Linked DNA regions of Dromaius novaehollandiae: region 1 is linked to region 2. A link is a contact called in public Hi-C data. All regions are on one chromosome and are shown on one strand. Each heading gives the region's core, a stretch centred on a gene start, on an enhancer-like site or on the middle of the called end of the contact. The rest is flanking DNA. Distances are from core to core; before and after follow the strand shown.

Evidence for each region. Hi-C and Micro-C count contacts between places; a contact is called where the count stands out from the background.
Region 1: a Hi-C map of brain shows a contact between it and region 2, with 2.8 times the contacts expected there. The contact joins the promoter of FAM13A here to the promoter of PYURF in region 2. A contact is called at or near these places in 2 of 4 Hi-C or Micro-C datasets (brain and ovary).

What each region holds. Positions count from the first base shown.
Region 1 is chr4:13,912,479-13,918,335 of bDroNov1.hap1, reverse strand. FAM13A (family with sequence similarity 13 member A) reads left to right here and starts at 3,468. Exons shown (of 23, transcript XM_064510460.1): 1 at 3,468-3,655.
Region 2 is chr4:13,689,330-13,695,004 of bDroNov1.hap1, reverse strand. PYURF (PIGY upstream open reading frame) reads left to right here and starts at 3,174. Exons shown (of 2, transcript XM_064510454.1): 1 at 3,174-3,347; 2 at 3,445-3,737. The coding sequence starts at 3,199. The coding sequence ends at 3,598. LOC112993886 (E3 ISG15--protein ligase HERC5-like) reads right to left here. Exons shown (of 23, transcript XM_026117871.2): 17 at 2,935-3,075; 18 at 2,674-2,840; 19 at 1,934-2,000; 20 at 1,673-1,755; 21 at 585-768; 22 at 114-213.

The DNA.
Region 1 (5,857 bases), core at 2,219-4,718, 220 kb before region 2:
CCTGCATAAATTTGGCAAACTTGCAGAAGCACTGAACATGAAAACTCCTTAGAGTCACTCATTTCTTGACACAATATCCTTTCTTTGGGCCTATGCTTACTCTTTCCATGGAGATGACATAGCCGAGGTATTTCATAGCTGTTTGATGAAAATCCAGTTGCTGTGTATCTTTTCTTGGCAAATATGGTTGAGCTACTGTAGAAGACCTTCACAACAGATGAAGATGGAAATTCCTTAAAATTGTATCAACTAGTCAGTTATGTATTTTTATGTTTCATTGGTTATGTATATATTTAAATGAGTGAGATAATGCTTTCATTTCTCTATAGAGAAAGTGAATTAGCCAAAATCCAAATACCATAAACCCTGGGTATGGAAAGGTTTCTTCCCCTGCAGAAATGAATTTCCATGGTCCTTGCCCACTCAGGAGCTCCATTTTGTAGCCATTATTTCGAGTGTGCATACTGGCAAGACACACACATTCATAAATAGCAGCTGGTTGTCTGCTTTGTTATTATTTAGGGATGCTTACATCTGAAACAATTCCTTTTCTTACCTTTGTCAAAGTTAAAACATCTGTGTGATGTGATGAGCCATACACCGTTTGAGCTCATTGCAACTCAATGTCAAATTTAAAACCATTGCAGCAGTGGCAAGAGACAGTCCTCTCTGAAAAATATGTATCATCTTAGGTCACTGAGTGGAGATTAACATCCTCCTTACAATCAGCTAAATAAATTCTAGACTTACATGAGCTGCTTTATTTTCTGTTTCCAACTTCAAGAGGCAGCATACACCCACAACTGCTCTGTCCAGTGGCCAAGGTGAGCAATCCAGGCTAAACCCTGGATGAGACAGATCCTTATCCCACAGATCTGATGTTTAAAGGATAGCGCTCTGCAGAGGATCTTTTTGCTGTCTTACTAAAATGATAATTTCTTGTTATCAGCAAGAAATTCAGGAAGTGCATAAAACAGAGAAGCTGGAAGTGGCTGGCAGCTGGGCTGGAATGAGTAACTAGCATAGTTTCATAACATGCCTGTGGGCAGTCCCTAATAGCTTTTGGCTGAAATCTTTTCCAGTGTATGTATTTCTTTTTTTTTTAATGTTTCTATAATGAATGCTCCCATTCCTGCTAGGTAAAGGCAGGTGTTTAGCATACTCAGCCATTCGTTTGGTCAGCATTTTGGTAGGTCTTACCACCACTTACATGCATGCAAAGGGCTAAAAGTGGATGTGAGCACCTGGCAATCCCATTTTGCATCATCTATTTTATGAGGTGATACATCCTCCCTTCACCGGTTTGTAGCCACTAATATCTTCGTTAATGGCTTTAATCACTCCTGTAGGTCTGCTCCAGGATGTGTAAATCTCAGTGAGAGCCCTACAGAGATAATTCATAGTAGCACATCAATAAAAGTGTGTATAGTTATGGGGGAGTGGGAGGAGGGAGGGCGGGAGGGAAGAAAACTTCAAATTTGCCAGAAGTTCTAAACTGTAAGAAATCTGCCCCTAAACAAACACTATATTGGTGTATTTGTATTGGATACTCCTCACTGTTTATCTGCAAGCAAAAATAGTCTTATTTATAAATGCTTTTCCTATCTACCACCACTGATTGGATCTATGTTTTCTTTTACTTTCCTCTGTGTTTTCCATTTATCTGATGAAGTGTTAGGGTTATTCAGTTTTGCATGGAGAGTAGCGACATGCAGTAATGTCTGCCTCCAACAAATATTAACCTTAGCTAAAGGCATTCTATGAAAAGTCAAGTGGGATATCATAGATAAAAAGGAAATGTTGAACTGCAGAACAACATTATTCAGGGTTGATTAAACTGTAAATTGTGTTTCAAGAACAAGAACTTGGTTTTTACATTATGATCATAGCTTTAATACCAGATTTCTCCTTCTCCCTGTACTTTCCCCTGTCTCGAAGAGATTGTGAAGGCATGCAAAATTCATCCTGCTGGTTTTGTGGGATTTACATTGGAAATGAACTGCAGAACAAAGCCATGCATCTTCTTTTGGTGAAAGAGTTCTCAAAATCTTTTTTTTTTTTTTCCTCCCTCCTAAGACGCACAGCAGCTTTCTGCATTTCTCAGTTTGGACAATGAAATAAGTTCACCAATGTCCATTGCAACCTAAAAACGAGGTAATTTCTATTCCCCTTCATCTTCTGGTTTTCATACAGAATGAAAAGTTAACACTGTGTATTTGGTATTAAAAACAACAACAACAACAAAAAAGCATTTACATTAGTTTTAGATATTTTAAAATATCTATTTTGTTTACAAGAACAACATTGGGGGAAAGTCATCCTTAATTTGACTCTCAAATCCAGTATATCTTGATCTATGGAGTGTTAAGGGCATATGCTTACATTAACAAGTGAAGATATGTTGAAGGCTGATTAAACTGGATCGGGGTGGGGGGGGTAGGCAGTGTTTTGCCAGGCTTCTCGGAGAACTTTATTTTTCCTTTAATTTGCGCCTATGCTGACGCTGTCCCAGGCAGAGCATGAAGGGTCAAGGGGGACGCCAGGCCTTGCCAGCATGGGTGGCAAGGCAGGCCACAGGCACAGACGCCAGCTGACAGCGTCACCGACCTCTGCCGTTTTGTTTTTTGTTTTTTTAAATACAGAGGCACGCACTTCAAAATCTGTGGTTGAAAAATCCTCTCTCATGATGGGCTGGGCGGGGGACAGCGTTTTTCTTTCTTTCTTTTTTTTTTTCTTCAAATTTTTGCTTCTGAATTTTGACCTCTTCCAAGAAAAACCAACCGAACAAACAAAAAACAAACCAAAAAAAACAAGCCCTGGGGCGCCCTGCTGCCGCTGCGATAATGGCCGCCAGGGGGCGCCGCCGCCGCCGCCATGTGAGGAGAAACGCGAGGACGGCGCGCGCGCGGAGCCGTTAACGGCCGCGGCGCGCGCGGAGCCGTTAACGGCCGCGGCGCGCGCGGAGCCGTTAACGGCCGCGGCGCGCGCGGAGCCGTTAACGGCCGCGGCGCGCGCGGAGCCGTTAACGGCCGCGGCGCGCGCGGAGCCGTTAACGGCCGCGGCGCGCGCGGAGCCGTTAACGGCCGCGGCGCGCGGCTCCGCCATGTACAGGACGGGGGACTGTGGCCGCCTTCCCTTCAGTTTGCCTAAAAGCCTCTAATGGAGACCGGGCTGAGAGGGGGGTTTCAAATTCATATTTGTTCTGCTGCTGAAGCTGGACTTTATTCTCTGGAGGAGCTAGTGCCAATTGGTGTGAGCAGCTGGCTGTGCCCACGGGTGGGTTGGTTTGTCAGTGGAAACCGCCCTCACCCGCGGTGTGCCGGCACCTGGGATCCCCGGAGGGGACAGCCTTTGGAGACCCCAGCGTGCACCCCTGCCGAGGTCGGTGCTACGTGGGGCCCCTCATGTTTAGCAGGGTCAGTATAAGTCCTCTTGCTGGCCTGGGCTATGTGCACCCCTTCCTGCAGCAGGGAAGGGGGAAAAGGCATATGCTCCATATACCATGCTCAGCAGTTAATATTGAGGCTGATTACCTAACCCCCACTCTGGTCAGGACTGCAAGGAATGAATGTGAACACCAACAGCTGTGGGTTTGGTCTGCGCTCGTACCTGCTGCCATCATGAGGAGTAAGGCAGCTTTTGGCAGGCAAGTAAGGTAGGTCTCTGTGGGATGTGACCTTTTGAAACCACCCCTGCTAAATCTCACAGAGCCCATCTGCCATGAGTCTGGGGAAATGGCTGCCCTCATAGGCTCTCAGGCCTGTGGTTGCTTCAGGCAGACTTTAACTTAGCAGCTTTTCTAGGTGATTTGTTTTTTTCCTCTTGGCTATTGCTTAAGAGTTGGATTCCTGGGAAGACAGTTAGGCTACAGGGTAACTTGTGCAGCATTTAGGTGGGAATTGTGCAATGTGCTTCATGCTTTTGGTCCCCTGTATTCTTCTACAGCTGCCTTAATTTTAGCATGACTTCAAACAGGTATAGTGATTTGTCCAGGCAAAACCCCTTGCTGTGATATGGTTTCAGTTGGAGGAGGTGGGAGGTGGTTCTTTTATATTGAAGTAGTCATCACTTACTGTAACAAAAGGCAAGTGCAACAGCCTGATTGGTTTTGTATTTTTTCATGTTTTGGTTTGGTGGTTGTGATACTGATTGAGACCAGTGTATCCAGATAAAGTTACTAGGGTTTTATATGTGTACATTTTCAGTGTGTTTTTTTTCTGTGGAAGACTTGCTGTTTGAGATACACATGTGATCTGTGCAACAGCTGTTGTAAATGATGGCACTGAACTTCAAACAAACATCCAAAAGTTTTCGTTCGTTTGCTTCTTTTCTACCATGACCCTTGCAGTTTAGCCCATGTTAATGTGTTATGAACCTGGAGCTAATGTGGTACTAGCAGCACTCTTGCGGTTGGCATTGTGTTACTGTTTTAAAACCCTATCTTTTGATCGTAACCTAAATTATGGTAGTTCTGCAATGATAGTGTTCCTTTGCACAGGAAAATTATTTGGATTACCAAATCCTCAGATGCCAAGCAATTTTGCACTGACATGTTTAACTTTGACACTTATTCAGGCTTACCTAACTACATATTGTTTTTAATAATTTGTAATTATTATTTATGTCTCTGTTTCATTGATTTGGTAGGCTGGTAACCCAGCTGCTTAAGTGTACATTAATTTTGTGCATAGTTATTTGATATCTATGTTCTTGCTTAGCTCGTTATCCTTAGACTTAATACGTTATTGAGCCAGACTATGTCAGTAATACTTTATACAGCTGTCTTGAGATGGATGATATATATTTTAAGAAAAGCTTTCTTGTTACTGCTGTTTGGATGAGAAGTTCTAGGTAGTTATATGGTTGTAGGGAAACTTGTCAACCAAATGTTGGTGTGGAAATTTCCAGCTGCTCTTGCATGCTTCTTGATCTGTCTCCCTGTCTCTTCTCCAACTGCCAGCTCTTACACAGTGCCAACCGCTCAAGTATGTCCCGTTACATCTTTATGCACAGCCTTGGCGAGGGCACCAAGGGTACACCTCTGTTCCCTTTGGGCCTCTACAGTTGAGTTAGCCATGAAAGGATGGAGTTATGTTCAAGGATACTAGAGCTGCCTGTAGTCATTTATTTCACAGCAGCTTGTTTTTATGCGGGCTGTTATGAAATAAATGCTGAATTCTGATGTCACAGTGGAAACAATGAATAATAGGTTGAAGCAATATATTGCATAGTAGAGATAATGGGGTTTGTTCACAGCAGTGGCATGAGGAAATTTCTTTGAACTTCTAACACTACCCCAGCTGTTCTTCCCCTCTGGGAATGTCGTTTCAACATCTGAGGTTAAACTTCTTATTTGTAAACAAGTGGGAGTGAAAATACGGATTTTTTTCCTTGTTTTATTCATAGCATGATTTATTAGTGCTTTACAGTGTTTTTGCATGAGCTTCTGTCTATTACATGGAATTGGAGAGTAGATGATGTAGGTCTGTATCTCAGCCAGACAAAGTATTCTCTTGGCACTCCTTAAAAGATAGGTATTTTAAAAAGCCATCAAGCATTTCTTGCACACAGATGATAACAGTATAGCTGAGAACTATAGGAAACATCTGTGTTGGCTTGTAAACATCTGTGTGACTGAAGCTAGATAGGCATGATACGTCGTATAAACCTTTGTTAGTGATACTCAACTGGTAGCTCTCACAAGCTTTCAGTTGTCTCTAGCAACATGCATGCTCTGATTTGAGCCCTTGTGGCTCTAGATGCATTTATGATAGTTGCATAAATATTCCGCACGTAGTAGTGCTGTCCATGCAGTACAAAATGTCTTGGAGGTAGCAAATGGAGGAGACAGCAGAAG
Region 2 (5,675 bases), core at 1,925-4,424:
ACATGGCTAAAAGCCATTTGGAATGACAGTATTTTTCATGTGTAAGCATCTAAAATGTGTGTTTTGGGGAAGAGAAAGGGCGAGAAAACAGTTTCAAGTGTCCGATATATTACCAAGAAACATTTTCTTTTTTTCTTCTGGGAGTTCGTGAAACACAGTCCAAAAATCCTTGATGGTTTGATCTGACTTTTTATAACCCACGTACTTCACACACTGTTGAAGAGAATAAAACTGGCCAGTTAATCCTTTTTCATTTAAAGCAACAACATTTTACCCAATATATTTTATAATCCTCTTCATAGATGTTCAAATCCTCTTATTCTCTAGAATCTGCTTGTTTGTTTGTTTTTTAAAGATTTATATGACAATCCTTGAACTATTATTTGAATTTTATTCACTTTTACTTTTGTAGCTGGTGTAGATAAGAAGTAGATTCAAAAAAATGAGACAAGTGGGAAAAAAAAAAGAGAGTCCCTTGAGCCCTGTTTTGGTGTTTATGACATATGCAATCAACAAAAGAACAGGACAGAAAGAGTTTATGCTCAGCAAATAGAGCAGAGATACACTCTGCTTGTATCCAATACCTTTTCCAGCCGATGCCAGTCATATTTTGCGTATCCTTCGAAAACAGTCTGGAGCTCTACAGGGAGAAACATCTTCCACTTTTTAGCTGGGCAGCCTCTTAAAAACCCTTGCATAAAGTCCTCAAATGGCTTCTGTATGGATTCATTGAACACATAATTCACATACAAGTCAGCAAACTCCTTCCTGCAAAGATATTTTGATTCAAACAGGCAATGTTAGAGATGATGTTTTTAAAAGAAGAAATATATAGAACTTTATTCCTTGGACATGGCCAGGGGCATGTGCTGCACATTAAGACCTGCTTTACATTGTCTTTACTGACAACAGTCATCATTGGCAACTGTTCATTCACCGAATTAAGCTGGTAAGATCATCGCAAATAAAAGAGAATGCTGGCCAAGATGGATTCATTTTGGTAATATTCCTCATACTTCGTATCTGTCATTCCACTATTATGACAGAACCCAGCAGACAAAAATGGTGTAAATCCAGCGAAACTCATTTTGAAAGCCAAAGAATTATCCTGGAATCAAAAGAATTATTCACGCAGCTACTAATCAGTACAATTTCACTTCTCTCTATTCATGATGGGGAATCATTTGGTGACACTGCACTTCTGTACAATCAACCCAATGTAAATGGTATACTTTAAGCTTTCTGAACAGCCCCTTCATAGATCCATACGGGTTCTCAGACCAACTGCATAACTCAAGACATAGAATTTCTCTCTGTCCCCCTGTGTTGGGGGTTAAATGCTGACACAATGTCTTATTGATAGATTTCTCCCCTTCTGTTATATGCAATATACATCCCATGTATGTAACACAACACAGATGCTCAGCACTTTCTAAGAGTATCAGTCACCATGCAAATGCTTTGCACAGCAGGTGCACAGATTTCTAGCAGGGAGGACACAAGTAAAAAACCATGGGAACGCTAAATTCTTGCAGCTCAAAGCTAAAGGGGAGAAACCTACTCCTGTCCTATAACAGAATGCCAAACACTTCCAAAAGGCTATGGGGATAGACAGAGGTATGATATTTCCTATATTCATGAAAGACAACAGGATAAAAAAAATAAAGCCTACCTGTTATGCTTAGTGACAGGAATGTTGGTACCATCTTTTTTAAGTTCAATGACAGCCGTGGAGCTTCCTTCTTCTTCCGTTATCTACACGAGTAAATCAAAGCATTGCCAGCTGAGCTATATCTATCATTCTTCCTTTTTGCGGGGCCTGACACAGCACTCGTACTGCATGAGTTTACAGATCAGTTGTGCTGTTTTCATATCGATACTGATTTGCCTAAGTAAACGCATAGCATGTCTGAATGGCTTGATAATGTCTTACCGTGAAGTCCATGTCCAGGCTCTCAAAGATATCGTCACGTTCTTCATCCAAAATTTCCTGAAGACTCCTTTTAACAGAAAAAGGGAAAAAAGAGAGAAGAAACATACTTCAAAGACCATTCAACCCCCATTCAAATTGTGCTGCAAAACCATTCTTTGGCAAGCACTATTTAAATGCATACACACACAGAACACTTGTATTCACACAGCACCATCATGTATAGCCCTAAATTGACCTCTATACTTATGCCCCACTGCTGCCATGACCTCAGGGCAGGCGCCTTGACTGCGAAGGATTTCAGGCAAGTCCATTCCCACTCCCTGTGGGGATAACTTTACACAGCAAGTCCAATGGCAAGTGGGCTTGGACAGCAGCTTTAAACTTCCAAAGATGATCTAGGAAAGAATTATATGTGGACCAATGGGATGATTTAGGAGAACTATTTTGTAGTGCAGTGACTCTCAAAGCTCTTCAGGCAAGCAACCTCTGGTTTCATCTCCTGAAGTCCTTTTTGCACTTCAACATGGTCACTGGCTGGAGGGTCTCATCTCATTTGTTGTTTATAGACCTTGCTTGGAAAGCTGGGCTTTAGGGGACTGAGAAGTTTTGTGATATGTGGGCCAGGACAACAGTTTAGGACAGCGGTGCAGTTTTTGTGATTTCTGCGCACGCCACAGGGTTAGGAAACCCGCCTCGGCTGTAATTTCAGAGCAGAGGCTGAGGCAGTTCGGCGGCCGTACCTGCCTTCTGAAGGCATCAGCTCCTTCAGGTCTTCCAGCGTGGGCGCCACCTGGAGCATCTTTTTGTAGAGCGCTCGGGGGAAGGGAAAGGGGGCTAGGCACTTGTTGAACAGGGCCATTCCGAACAGGGTCCCGATCAGGAAAAAGGTATTACCACGGCTGGACACCTAGTTAAAGAAAACAAGACAAGGGAAGACGTCGCCCGCTGCCTCCGCGACGGCTGCGGGGCAACGAGCAAGGGCTAAGGGGGGCCGCCCTTACCTGTCTGGGGAACCAGACGAGGTGGGAGGCGAAGTGGCGGAAGGCCCCGCCTTTGGGCTGGCAGAGGGCCCTGGCGGCGACGCTGAAGAGCTCCTGGGACAGCGCCCCTTCGTCGATCCCCTCCTCGCCCACGAAGGTCACCTGCGGGCACCCGGACACTTGTAGCCGGGGGCGGCGCGGCCCCGCCGAGCGGCGGAACCTCCGCGCGCGCCGCAGCGGAGCCCGGGCCGCCTGGGCGGCCGCACCGGAAGCGGCGCGGCAGCCATGTTGCGCGGCGGGCGGCCGGCGGCGCTGCTGCTACGGCGGGCGGCGAGCGGCGACGGCGCGGCGGGACACAGCCCGGCGCGGCCGCAGCCGCTGGAGCCGTCGCTGCTGCGCTTCCTGGTGTGCCCGCTCTCCAAGCGGCCGCTGAGGTGAGCGGCGCGGCTGCCGGGGCCCGGGGCGGGCGCCGAGGGCAGGGCCGGGCACCTCACGGCCGCTGAGGTTTCTTGTCTTGCATCGCTTGCGCAGGTACGAGGAGTCCACTAACGAGCTCATTAACGAGGAGCTGGGCATCGCCTACCCCGTCGTCGACGGCATCCCCACCATGATCCCGGAGGCAGCGAGGAAAACCCGGGCCGAGCCCAAGGCCAGGCCGGTGGCCGAGGGCATGGAGCAGCCCTGAGGGCCAGCGGGGCAACATGCTTCCCTCACTGCCCACCCTCACCGTGCTCGTTCCCCTCCTCTCCCTGGCAGGCCTCTTCTACTCGGCCAGCGTGGATGAGACCTTCCCGCAAGGCTGCGCCAGCACCAGCAGCCTGTGCTTCTACAGCCTCCTTCTCCCTGTCACCATACCCGTTTATGTCTTCTTCCACCTCTGGACCTGGATGGGCATTAAGCTTTTCAGGCATAACTAACATGACACAGGTGCTAACCCCCAGGCTTCTCTAGAGCAGTGCAGCTTATTTAATCTCACCAGATATTGCAATCTATTTTTAGTCCCTTGCTAACCTTAGAGATTGCTGTCATTTTCCCAGCACTATCTACAAGCATGCATGAAGTCCTCTGTGGCAAGCACATTACTTAATTACTGCTAAGGAAGATCCAGAGGAGGAATAACAAGAAGCATTAATAGTGCTACTGAAAATCTTGCAGGTGATGGTAGTCTTTGCTAGGAAAGACTGTGCTCTGACTGAAATATCAGATTTTTTTTAAAACAGCAAGCGATGACAGCCTGCAGTGATAAGAATGTATCTAAATTATCAGCATGGGGTTTGCTTATATGTCTTGAACTGGTGCATGTATTGAAGTGCATTTGTCTCACTTGGAAAAATGGAAAATAAACTAGGCTGATGTTTAATAACAAAACTTGAGTTAAATGCAAAAGTTTACTTGGATGATACCCTTATGTGTACATCCAACAGCTGCCTTTTATTTCTTTTAAAGATGAGGAAATGAAAAGACAGCAAAGAACTATGTTCTTGGCATAGCCTGACAAAATGTCTAGTAGGACACAGCTAGGAAGTGGACAGATTAATGCCACACTAACCTATTACAAAGGATTCTTGTTTGTGTTTTGTTACTGGATAGTTTATATGTGCAATATAAACACGTGAATGACCTTAACCTACTGAAAGTTCAGAAATGCAGCAGCAAGTTGTAAACATCAGACCTTAGCATCTCTTGGTGGGTTATTTAATCAAATTGATCAGGCTGCTGCTAGGCAAATAACACTGTGATGCATGGTATGAAAGGCAATGCCTGGAAGATAAGTATTCAAAGGCTGGCTTTAGTTAAGTGCAGCTAATTTGTCAGGGCTCCTCATACTATCAGTGGGGTTAGAGGCTCCTCTAGAGGACAGTGCAGAGCACAAGCCTTATTGCCTCTGTAAAAAAGAAGGTCCATTTCAGCTGATGTAATGAGAAGGGGGAAGGAGAGGTAGCCCTAGGAGCCCTTTGTGAATCTTCTCTGAGTGTATAGAAAGGGACAGCTCTGGCTGGCAAGAAGGCTTACTTGGTAAGAGCCAGAATAGGACAAGAGCACACTGTGTTTGATAGATCCTGTAGCACAGGTCTAGCACCAGGCTGCAACAGCCCTTGTGTCAGTGACTGAGCACAGAAGCACACGGTCCCGGAGCTGAACTCAGCTCTGGGCTAGTGCCTTGCTCCCATGTCAGCCATCTAATCACTTCTGCAGGGCAGGACTAGCATTGCAATACGTGAAGATAATATGGCTGCCAAAGCATCTGTATTGGGATACGACAAATGCAAGTCACACAGAGAGAACAGCATTATAATAGGTGTTTCTTCTCTCTGTTGCTGGCACTACCCTTTCCCTTCAGGCACTGTCTCCAGGAGAGAAATGTTTTTTGTGGCCATGTCAGTTGCTGGCCTTTAATGGTGACTGGCCACCAGCTTTTCACTTAGAGCAGACTAGCCTAGAGTCTTCACAGTAAGTCTAGCTGTAACAGGCTCAATTGCCAATTACAGTTTCCTGAGCCACCCAATTACATCACACCAAAGCAACTTCACAGTAAATAAAGCTGCCATTCATATTAGTGTTTAACTCAGGCAAACCAAGTTTGATGTCTGCATGGAATAAGAATGTAAGATCTTGCCCTCCAGATTTATTCTACACCCCCCCCCCCCAGTGGAGCATTTTTTTAATAATAATTTGAGGGCAAGTTTTTTTGTTATATGCTCACTGAATATGGTAAACCTTTCTTAATATACTTCAGCAACATTGAAAACCAGAGAACTCTG